3 separate regions of the Bicyclus anynana genome follow, and regions 1 and 2 are each linked to region 3. Evidence: chromatin contacts called from public Hi-C data. All regions are on one chromosome and are shown on one strand. The core of a region is the stretch at or near the end of the contact, and the rest is flanking DNA. Distances in the headings are between cores, read along the strand shown. Region 1 overlaps LOC112047339 (four and a half LIM domains protein 2). Region 2 overlaps LOC112047392. Region 3 has its middle 9.1 kb from the start of LOC112047392.

Evidence for each region. Hi-C and Micro-C count contacts between places; a contact is called where the count stands out from the background.
Region 1: a contact with region 3 is called in a Hi-C map of whole larva, with 6 times the contacts expected there. The contact joins two enhancer-like sites.
Region 2: a contact with region 3 is called in a Hi-C map of whole larva, with 7 times the contacts expected there. The contact joins two enhancer-like sites. A contact is called at or near these places in 2 of 2 Hi-C or Micro-C datasets (whole body and whole larva).

The regions. Positions count from the first base shown.
Region 1 is chr7:1,468,357-1,471,912 of ilBicAnyn1.1, reverse strand. LOC112047339 (four and a half LIM domains protein 2) reads left to right here. Exons shown (of 12, transcript XM_052882721.1): 3 at 823-970; 4 at 2,034-2,247; 5 at 2,784-2,887; 6 at 3,073-3,216. Among protein-coding and RNA genes, the nearest start is that of LOC128198288, 31 kb to the right of the region's middle. Within about 2 kb of position 2,107, at least 8 of the 8 cell types and tissues checked have open chromatin away from gene starts, as enhancers often do.
Region 2 is chr7:1,806,736-1,809,926 of ilBicAnyn1.1, reverse strand. It overlaps LOC112047392, which reads right to left. Exons shown (of 7, transcript XM_024084505.2): 7 at 1,537-3,191. Among protein-coding and RNA genes, the nearest start is that of LOC112047389, 18 kb to the left of the region's middle. Within about 2 kb of position 1,441, at least 6 of the 8 cell types and tissues checked have open chromatin away from gene starts, as enhancers often do.
Region 3 is chr7:1,623,201-1,626,322 of ilBicAnyn1.1, reverse strand. No RefSeq gene overlaps it. Among protein-coding and RNA genes, the nearest start is that of LOC112047392, 9.1 kb to the left of the region's middle. Within about 2 kb of position 1,407, at least 6 of the 8 cell types and tissues checked have open chromatin away from gene starts, as enhancers often do.

The DNA.
Region 1 (3,556 bases), core at 858-3,357, 160 kb after region 3:
TGTAAACTAGAAAAGTTTGTTTATGTTCTGAAACGTGTCAAACAAACAACTACTCACGAAGCCGCACTGATGGCCTACCATGGATATGTGTCTTCACTGCTTAGATATGGTCTGATACTTTGGGGAAACTCGGTAGATTGTGATAGAGCATTTAGAGTACAAAAGAAATGTATCAGGGCACTCTTCGGTGTGGATATGCTCCACAGCTGCAGACCCCTGTTCACATCTTTAAAAGTATTGCCACTACCTAGCTTATATATTTTCGAAATGTGTATGTTTGTAAAAAAAAATCCAGAACAATTTATAAGCTATAGATCAATAAAAAATTTGAACACCAGGTACAAATACAAGCTATGTATACCTATGCAGAGGCACAAAGTTACCAGCAAAAATGTATACTGCATGGCGGTAACTTTATTCAATCACCTACCTGAATACATAAAAAAATTAGCTGTAAATAAATTTAGGAAGACATTATTTGATTTATTAATGAAAAAGTTGTACTATAGCGTCAATGATTACATGAATGAAAAACTTAAATAGGGACATTGACCATAAAAGTGACATTTATATTGACATTTTTTATTGACATTTATATTAACATTAATTAATTTGAACTTTGTTTTATTTTTATTGTTTGTAAATTTGTAATTTGTAAATTAATTTGTATGATCTGTTAACTTTTGCACGCCAACTATGGCAGGATATGTGTTAAAATATAATATAAGACCTATGTAAATGTACCATATTCTGGCAAAATAAAATTGATTGATTGATTGATTGATTGATTGATGACTAAAGGAAACATTATCTTGTTTACAGGAAGACCTGCAAGTCATGCGGCTGCGACCGGCTCCAGCACTCCGTGTACCACGAGGAGCTGGGCTCCGTACGCGACCGGCTGGGCCTGCGCGAGACCCGGGGACACATCGCCTACGACAACAGCCCGCCCGGACTCACTGCCAAGCAGGTCAGGGGAGATTGGGTATTTTAGGTATTCCAACTCAAAAATCAAAACCCATGTAATGACCAAGTGCGGAAACGGCCCAGAAGGAAGAAGAAGAACCCATGTAATCATTGTAATGATAGGTATACATTGGAACAAGTTGTTCTCAGGTTGATGAGCACAGGGCAACTTGCAAGCACTGCACTGTGTTTTTCTGTTATAACACACATAACATAAAAGCACAAAAATATAACAGCGGGCATAATAAAAATAGTAAAAAATTACAATGGACAAATCAAAGAAAAAAAAAGAAAGAAAATCATAGGGGTGGCCAGTGCGTTTCCTAATTTTTTTAAAAACTTAATTTTAAACACTGTTCTTCCATTAGTAAAATGTTGTTATTGTTAATTATAAGTATAATTTAGTCAAGCAGGTCAGGAGAGATTGGGTATTTTAGGTACTCAAACTCAAAAATCAAAACCCATTTAATTCATGACAAGTAGACACAGGAACAAGTTGTTTTCAGGTTGATGAGCACATGGCAACTTGCAAGCAAAGTGTTTTTCTGTTAGAAACACAGATAACATAAAATTACAACTAGACCATAAACATCAGGCCATCTGCATGTCTCGGCAACTATTACTATAAAAACACATTAACGAATAAACATATTTCAGTTAAGATCGCTTAACACTTTTGAAAGTCATAAAAACTTACTAAGCATAGACGGTATTTTATAGGTTCATTATATTTTATAGCGTAATTAATAGTTTAATAATGAAGTCTTTCATAATATACCGTAAATAATAAATCAAACTGCAGTGTGCAATTAAATAATAATTAGGTAATTAATTTACTATAATTTAATACACACTTTAAAAGTACATACATACAGTTATGTATTTTGTACTGACCCAGTGTTTTAGATCAGACTAATTCATACACCTAAATCATTGAAACTCCGTACTAAACTTTGCTTATACCGAATGTATTTTAAGCTAAACACCATATAAATTAACGTCTAAATTTCTAAATTTACAGCATATTTCAAAGCATCACTGACTGTAATTAATTTAATCTTTCGCAGACCGAACTATATTGGGCTGCCTTGGCCGAGCGGGCGCCTAACGTAGGTGGCGCCACTGGGCCGGCCGCTTGGCGCGCTTGGAGGACCAGAGCCTTGGCCTACCAGTTGCCCAGGCAGGATCTGTCTCTGACGCAGTGCAATAACATAGATGAGCCTCATAGGAAACAGTTTGAGGACTTCGTAGCCGCCCGTAATGAGATTGCGTTAGATATCGGTATGTTGTACAGCGCCATCTAGCGTACAGTAGTTGAATATACAATTGTCTTATTTCCGCGTAGCGCAGGATAGCGAGCACTATTAGTACGCACCGAGTACCTGGTGTGACACCCAAGACGACCCAAGAAGGTCGCAAGCCTCATAAGGGGTTTGAAGAACATGACCCTTACCCTTACCCGTTAAAAATGTTTTCTTTAAAAGATAACTAAGTCTCGAGGCTCGTACCTGGATTCTCATCTGGGAAGAGATGACCTGCTTGTCTTATTAGTGAGCCAAGTATTTTTTTTTGTTTTTACTAGATATATTACAAATATTTATTTTAAATAGTTTTAAAGTTAGTGACAATATTGACTTTAATATCCATCTCCATACTTAGGTATACCTACAATCTTCATATACTCAAAAACCAAGTTACACAGTAGGTACGGTCCTTTTTGTTAACTTAATATGTATGTTTTAATATCTTAGTTGTATAACTAGAATGAATAATATTAATTAAAATGTTTCTTTAAAATATTGTAAATTTTATTACAGGAAATGCCTGTCAACATCATGGTCCGTCCGTGGAGTGTATAGGATGCAATAAAGCTATTCGTAATGGAAACATTGCTATTCAGGCTCCAAGAATTAGTGAAGAGGTAGGTAATATTGCTTAAATATTGTGCACTAAACTATGAGCGCCATCTATGGATAAATTGAAGCTTTGCTACATGATTATTATTAGGTCTGCACCTTGATACTAGATGGCGTTCACTACAAAAATACGATTTTTAGTTCTGCTACTCGACACTAGATGGCGCTATACTTTTTTTTTTTTTTTTAGGCATTCTATCACCCAGCGTGCTTTACATGCTCCGAATGCGACGAACTCCTGGTGGAGCTTTCTTACTGTGCCTTGGATGGACACCTGTACTGTGTCCGACACTATGGAGAGAGGTTGAAGCCGAGGTGCCACTCCTGTGATGAGGTAAGTTCTAGATAGTTTTCTGAAAACTGTTCAAGTACTGAAAGTTTTACAAAAGTGCTTAACCTCAGCTTATAGTCACTTAGTTTTGAAACACATTGGAAAATACTACCTTTAAGATATTTTTTTATAGCTACATCTACAAGGAGTATGGAGCTTCTATAGTAGAGTAACATAGAGTTGAAAAAACTTTATGTACCTATCTGCGGTAATGGCGTTATCGGAAGGAGAATTTCTGTCTATAATATTTAAATTTTTTTAAGGTTAATGTAGACAATTTCAGACGTCTTTATCACTAAGTTTACGTACAGTTTACATGTATTTTACTAGAAAATACCCGCGG
Region 2 (3,191 bases), core at 192-2,691, 180 kb before region 3:
AACTCAGGTAAATGTAAATCTGATTCTGAAAAAGATTTGCTTTATTTTCAATTAGGAACCAATTTTCAGATTACGAGTATAATATGATTATTTGTTTGTCTATACTAATATTATAAAGCTGAAGAGTTTGTTTGTTTGTTTGATTGAACGCGCCAATCTCAGGAGCTACTGGTCCGATTTGAAAAAATCTTTCAGTGTTAGATAGCCCATTTATCAAGGAAGGCTATAAGCTATATATTATCCCCATATTCCTACGGGAACGGGTGAAACCGCGCGGTGTCAGCTAGTCTTAATATATAAACGTGAAAGGACATCACGAAATCTCGAAAACCGCTTGATGTACAAAGCTGAAATTTGGCAGGGAGGTAGTTTATCGTTATTAGATATCCGCTAAGAACGGATTTTGCGATAGGGCCGGATTAAAGACGTCTAAGGGCAGTCCAAGTCGCGGGCGTCCGCTAGTTAAATTTATGTATAGATAACTTAATATAAAACAATATAATTAAGGGTTGCTTAGACCCTTATTCCCTGTCACCCCAGTGTACAGTACCTCTGCCTTCGATTTAGAGGGCGTAGGTTCGATTCGGGGCATACATCTCCAATTTTCCATATAAGTGCATTTTAAGAAATTACATATCACTTGTCTCAAACTGTGAAGGAAACATATCGTTAGGAACCTACATACCAGAGAATTTTCTCAATATTTTTCATTTTTTTTTTATTCTTTACAAGTTAGCCCTTGACTACAATCTCACCTGATGGTAAGTGATGTTGCAGTCTAAGATGGAAGCGGGCTAACTTGTTAGGAGGAGGATGAAAATCCACACCCCTTTTGGTTTCTACACGGCATCGTACCGGAACGCTAAATCGCTTGGCGGTACGTCTTTGCCGGTAGGGTGGTAACTAGCCACGGCCCAAGCCTCCCACCAGCCAGACCTGAACAAATTAAGAAAATCTCAATCTGCCCAGCCGGGGATCGAACCCAGGACCTCCGTTTTGTAAATCCACCGCGCATACCACTGCGCCACGGAGGCCGTCAATTCTCTAAGTGTGTGAAGTCTGCCAATCCGCATATGGCCAGCGTGGTGGACTAAGGCCTAACCCCTTATTTGAGAGGAGACTCGTACTCAGCCGCAAGCCGAATCTAGGTTGAAATGATACACAGGTAGGTAGTGATCGAATGGGACAAACATAATTCAATTAAAAATGCCTCGTTTTTTGTCTCATCACTACAAAGACAAACAGTTGGCATAATCTTGAAACAGCGCAGAACCTTGTGCGCCAGTTCGAAGTTACATCGTCCATGCGATCACGACCTGTCAGAAACGCAATCTCTGAGCGGCCAGAAATTAGGTATTCTTCATGGATATCGATAGCTTAGCGTTTTATGTTCAGTGGTCTTACAGGTGGATGCTAGCGCGCTGCTCGGCCATTCTCCACTATGACGGTACAACGTCGAAACAAACCATTTCGTTGTTCAGTTTAGCTATTCGACATTAGATGGCGCTGATAAAGTTTCATGAAAATAAAAATACCTTGCAGTATTCAGATGCTTTTTATTTTCCTTAAAATCTACAATGAAAGTAATTAGAACTACGTTATACAATTTTGATTATATATTCTTTAAATTTATGAGTACAAATGTGTCACTTGATGTTTTCAAACTTTTCAACTTTGGACCATTTTACTAGTATTTATTATAAAAGTCAATAATTTAACTTAGATAGTTAAAGTCATTAATTTATGGAGAAAGTAATACTATTTCATGTAACGTACTTATTTAAAATCTATTACAGATTGGACTAGTATTAAAATTAATTTTATATCTTACAAAATATTGACAAGTGTGCAGCACTGTAAAGATATTTCACATAGAATTTGTAATAATTTTTACAGCCGCATTTTTGATATTTTAAAACATATTGGTACGAAAAACGGTAATGAACGTTATTTCTACAGATTAAATAATTATATTAGTGTTTAAAATACATAATGTTGGATGCTTGGAATTAGGAAAACTATTGTTTTTTTAAACTTTTATTTATATACTAGTAACGCCATCTTTTCGTAGATAGGGAAACATACGTTATTCAAAAGATTATTTTTTTTGGTACAAAATCTAAGAGTTGAGTTTTTTATAACGGCTCATCTACACTGGCGGTCATGATGGACGAATACAACCGAGTAAGTAGATGGCAAATTCACATTTGTTTGTCCATGATCGGTTTTTAAAATGAAATTACTGTCACAAATTGGGTGAACAAACAGTTAGGCAATAATGGTCAATCATACCAAATTCTGTGGTCATCTTTTGATGGTCACTAGCGTGACCACACCTAGCAGTTAAGCAGGTTAAGTAGGTATAAGCAAGTAGGTTGAACCAATATTTCAACCAACTTATGTATAGTTATAAAGAAAAGTGTTAAACGAATGAATTTTTGGTTGCTTGAAAAAGATACAAAAGCTTAAGGCTCGAAAACTATATATAATAGTAGGTACGTATTTAATACATTGTACCGTATAAGATCAAGCTAATGTTGAAAATAATAAACTAACATTACTTACTCGTATGTAGAAAGTAAACTAAGTAGGTTTACAACTTTTAATAAATTACACTTGTCAAATTATTTTAATATTATTTTTAAATGCGAGGACAAAGATATTGGCACTACAATGATAACTAAGAAGTTTCAGTATAATATTATATTTTTTTTAACTTACAGTTCGCGCCGCAAAAGTTGGTAACCTGATAATTCAGTTTTACTTTACAAATCCCTGATTTAGATCAACTGAACATAGGGTAAAGTCATCTATATTTTACATTATATAATTTGGCGCCTTCTTCGCCACAGTTTCGGCGCGCTAGTGACATGTCCATAGTAGAAAATCTTTCTGCAAAGCTCAATAATTCAGACTCAGGACTCGAATCACAGAAATCGTGACCCGAAGCCACATAGGCGAACCACTGTACAACAACAAGCTGTTGTTCCAGTGGTTAGCTAGGTGGTTAGTTTAGGTGGTTAGCCTAGGTGGTTATCGTAGATGGTTAGTACAGCCTAAGTGGTAGGTAGGTAGGGAGAGTGGTAAATGGTAGTTAATAAAATCAGTTTCCCCAACTTTTACGGCACATTGTTGAAGCATACATTGGAACGTATGAACGTATGATATTAATACTTATTTTAATTTTAATG
Region 3 (3,122 bases), core at 158-2,657:
CGCGGGCATCCACTACTTTAAAATAAAATGTAAATTTCAGTTTTTTAATCAATATTTTAACGTTTATTCAGTATCTGAACGTTCAATATCTCAATATTGGCCTGACCAAAAAATAAAAAAAAAAACAAATTCTAATTCCGCAACAGTGGTTAAAAAAATACATGTGGTGCCCCCAATGAGGACCTTTCACATTTTATATTTCAGGTTATTTCTTTTTAATTTCTTTTTTATTTATTGAGAAAGAATACAAAGGAACTTATGCCAAGTTACCTATCAAACTATACAAATCTAGAACTTTTTAATACAACTATTGCCATCTAGTAATGAATATAAATTTAGTATTTTAGCTACTCGCCGCCAGATGGTGCTATTTGTTATATTTTAAAAATGACTCAATAGATGGCGCTATACTTTTTACGAGCTATGTGATCTTTTGAGCACTAACTTCTTATAAAAGCATAATAATGGTAATAAGTAAAGTCGAAAACTTAAAGTCACGACTTACTTATGTAGTAAGAAGTTATCAAACGACAACAAGTCTCTCTGTAACCGTACCATAATAGAAACAGTTAATGAAAACGATGCGATGAAACTATGAAGTCACTGCAATGCGCCGCACTATTACGGTAGGCGTCCACATATCCGCATCGTAAGTACACATCGGACGCATGGCATCAAACGGATTTTAGTATTCTTAGTATAGAAAAGGGTTTCTCAAACTTTCGGCTCCACGAACCTCTGTTAAAATTTCCAATTGACAGCGAACCCCTTACTAACGCTTACTAACGAACCTCCTCCTCCTCCCCAAAAAAAAAATATTTTGACTGCTAAAGAAAATAAGGTTTTTATTTGAATAAAAGGTAACACATAAAGTACTAAAAGAAATGTTTTTGTAATATTAATGTGATGGGTGTGCTTCTTTCTTGTCGCAAATGGATTTAATGTTAGGGGGTTCGCGTACCCCACTTTGAGAAACCCTGCTATAGAAAGTCATACAAGTGCGTCCACTGATCCGCATCTTACGGATTTTTCCTACCGAAAAATTAAAAATCCGTTTGATCCGATGCGTCCGATACGTACGATACGGATCAGTGGAAGCCTACTATAATAGAACAGTTAATGAAAACGATGCGATTTGCGTATGAAAGTATGAAGTCCCGCAATGCGCTGCACAGCGTCCACATATCCACATTGTACACATTGGATGTATGGTATCAAACGGATTTAACTATACTTACTATAAAAAGTTATAAAAGTGCGTCCACTGATCCGCATCGTGGGGAACGCATCAAACGGATTTTTTCTACCGTAAAATAAAAAATTCGTTTGTTGAGACGAGTCTGATACATACGATGCGGATCAGTGGACGCCTACCACAATAGAACAGTTAATGAAAACGACGCGATTTGCGTATGAAAGTATGAAGTCACCGCAATGCGCCGCACCATTATCCGCCGAGGTCTATGGTAATGTATCAACACAAGCTGAGGGAGAAAATGACCCACTTCCTCTGTAACCGGATTAATTTCATTCGTAAGGTTTCAATGAATCCGATACGCGACATTAAGCAGCGCTATTATTGGTATGCCTCTATGGTACACTGGTTAGCCTATGTGGTCTTAGAAAACGAGGTCCTGGGTTCAAATTAGTGGTATTAGTACGGTAAGTAACTGCGCAATTTGGACCGTGACGTCTAATTTTTAAAAAGAATATTTGTCATTACCATTACCATTTCCCTCTAACTAATCATGAAGGACTACTTGGAGGAATTATATTTAGAATTTACGTTTTACGGGGATCGAACCACCATTGATGACTCCGACTGCTTAACCGTTGAGCTAAAAGGCTTTTGCTAAGTATATAGGGTTTTTTTTAATATTCACTACTACTACACTACTTTAATATTAACACAATGTGGAGTAAAAAAATAAAGTAAATGGTAGGTAACATCATTCGACATTGCCTATTCCGGCCGATAGAGATCCACTAAACATTATGCGAACTAGCTGCCTCGTTTTGTCGAGTGTAAAATTTACGTAAATTTACGGGGATCGAACCACCGACTCCGTAACTCCGACTGCTTTATCGTTGAGCTACTATGGCTCTTTCTAAGTAAATAGCATTTTTTAATATTCACTCATATCGTATGTTAATATTAACATAATGTGGAATAAAAAATATGAAAAATGGTAGCATCATTGGACATTGTCTATTCCGGCCGATAGAGATCCATTAAACATTATGCGATCTAGCTGCCTCGTTATGTGGAGTATTTCATTCATCATAAGCATCATTAACAGCCGATGGACGTCCGCTGCTAGTGCTAGGACCTGCCTGGCTAGACGTTACCCCTCTGTCAAAACTATATGATCACGTTGTTATACAAACTGGATCTATAGAATCGATGTTTCATTGTGCTAAAATTACACGTGTGCGTATTACGATTTATAATTTACAGTTGTGTAAGGACACAGGACGTATTTATTAGTGTTAAAATTCAATGTGCTAGTTTACCTCGACCTCATCAAAAAAACTACAGACAATTTTGTTAGTGAATTTGAATGCGATTCAAATCCAGAGGTAATTGGTCTGAGCCAACAAATTAACATTATGACTGTTGCTTAAATGAAAATAAATTCATGGCCCTGACACTAAATATGCTTGCGATAACTTTCAAGTTTGCACCCTATTATAGGGTCCCTATAAATGGACCAAGGGCGCTCGAGAATGTCCTATTATTACAGATCTAATGAATTGCCCGTAATTAAAATTTTTAATATAATTTCAACGCTTAATAGTTTCTGTCAGCGAAAGAATCGCGTTGTAAAGTACTCGCCGTATATTATTGAAACAGCGGCAGTTAAGTTGCTTTATTAAAGGTCGTTTGATGTGTAATTACTGCGCAAAATGGAGGTTATCAATGTTTTTTTTTTTAAATAGAACTAACTATAACTTTTTAAATTGAGATTTTTTTTGTAAAAATAACTTTTTACGTCTCAAATAGGTCATCTCTATAGTCTCATCATCTGACTGCATCATCACTTACCATCAGGTGAGATTGTAATCAAGGGCTAACTTGTAAAGAATTAAAAAAAAAAAAAGAAAATCTCACCCTAAGAGCG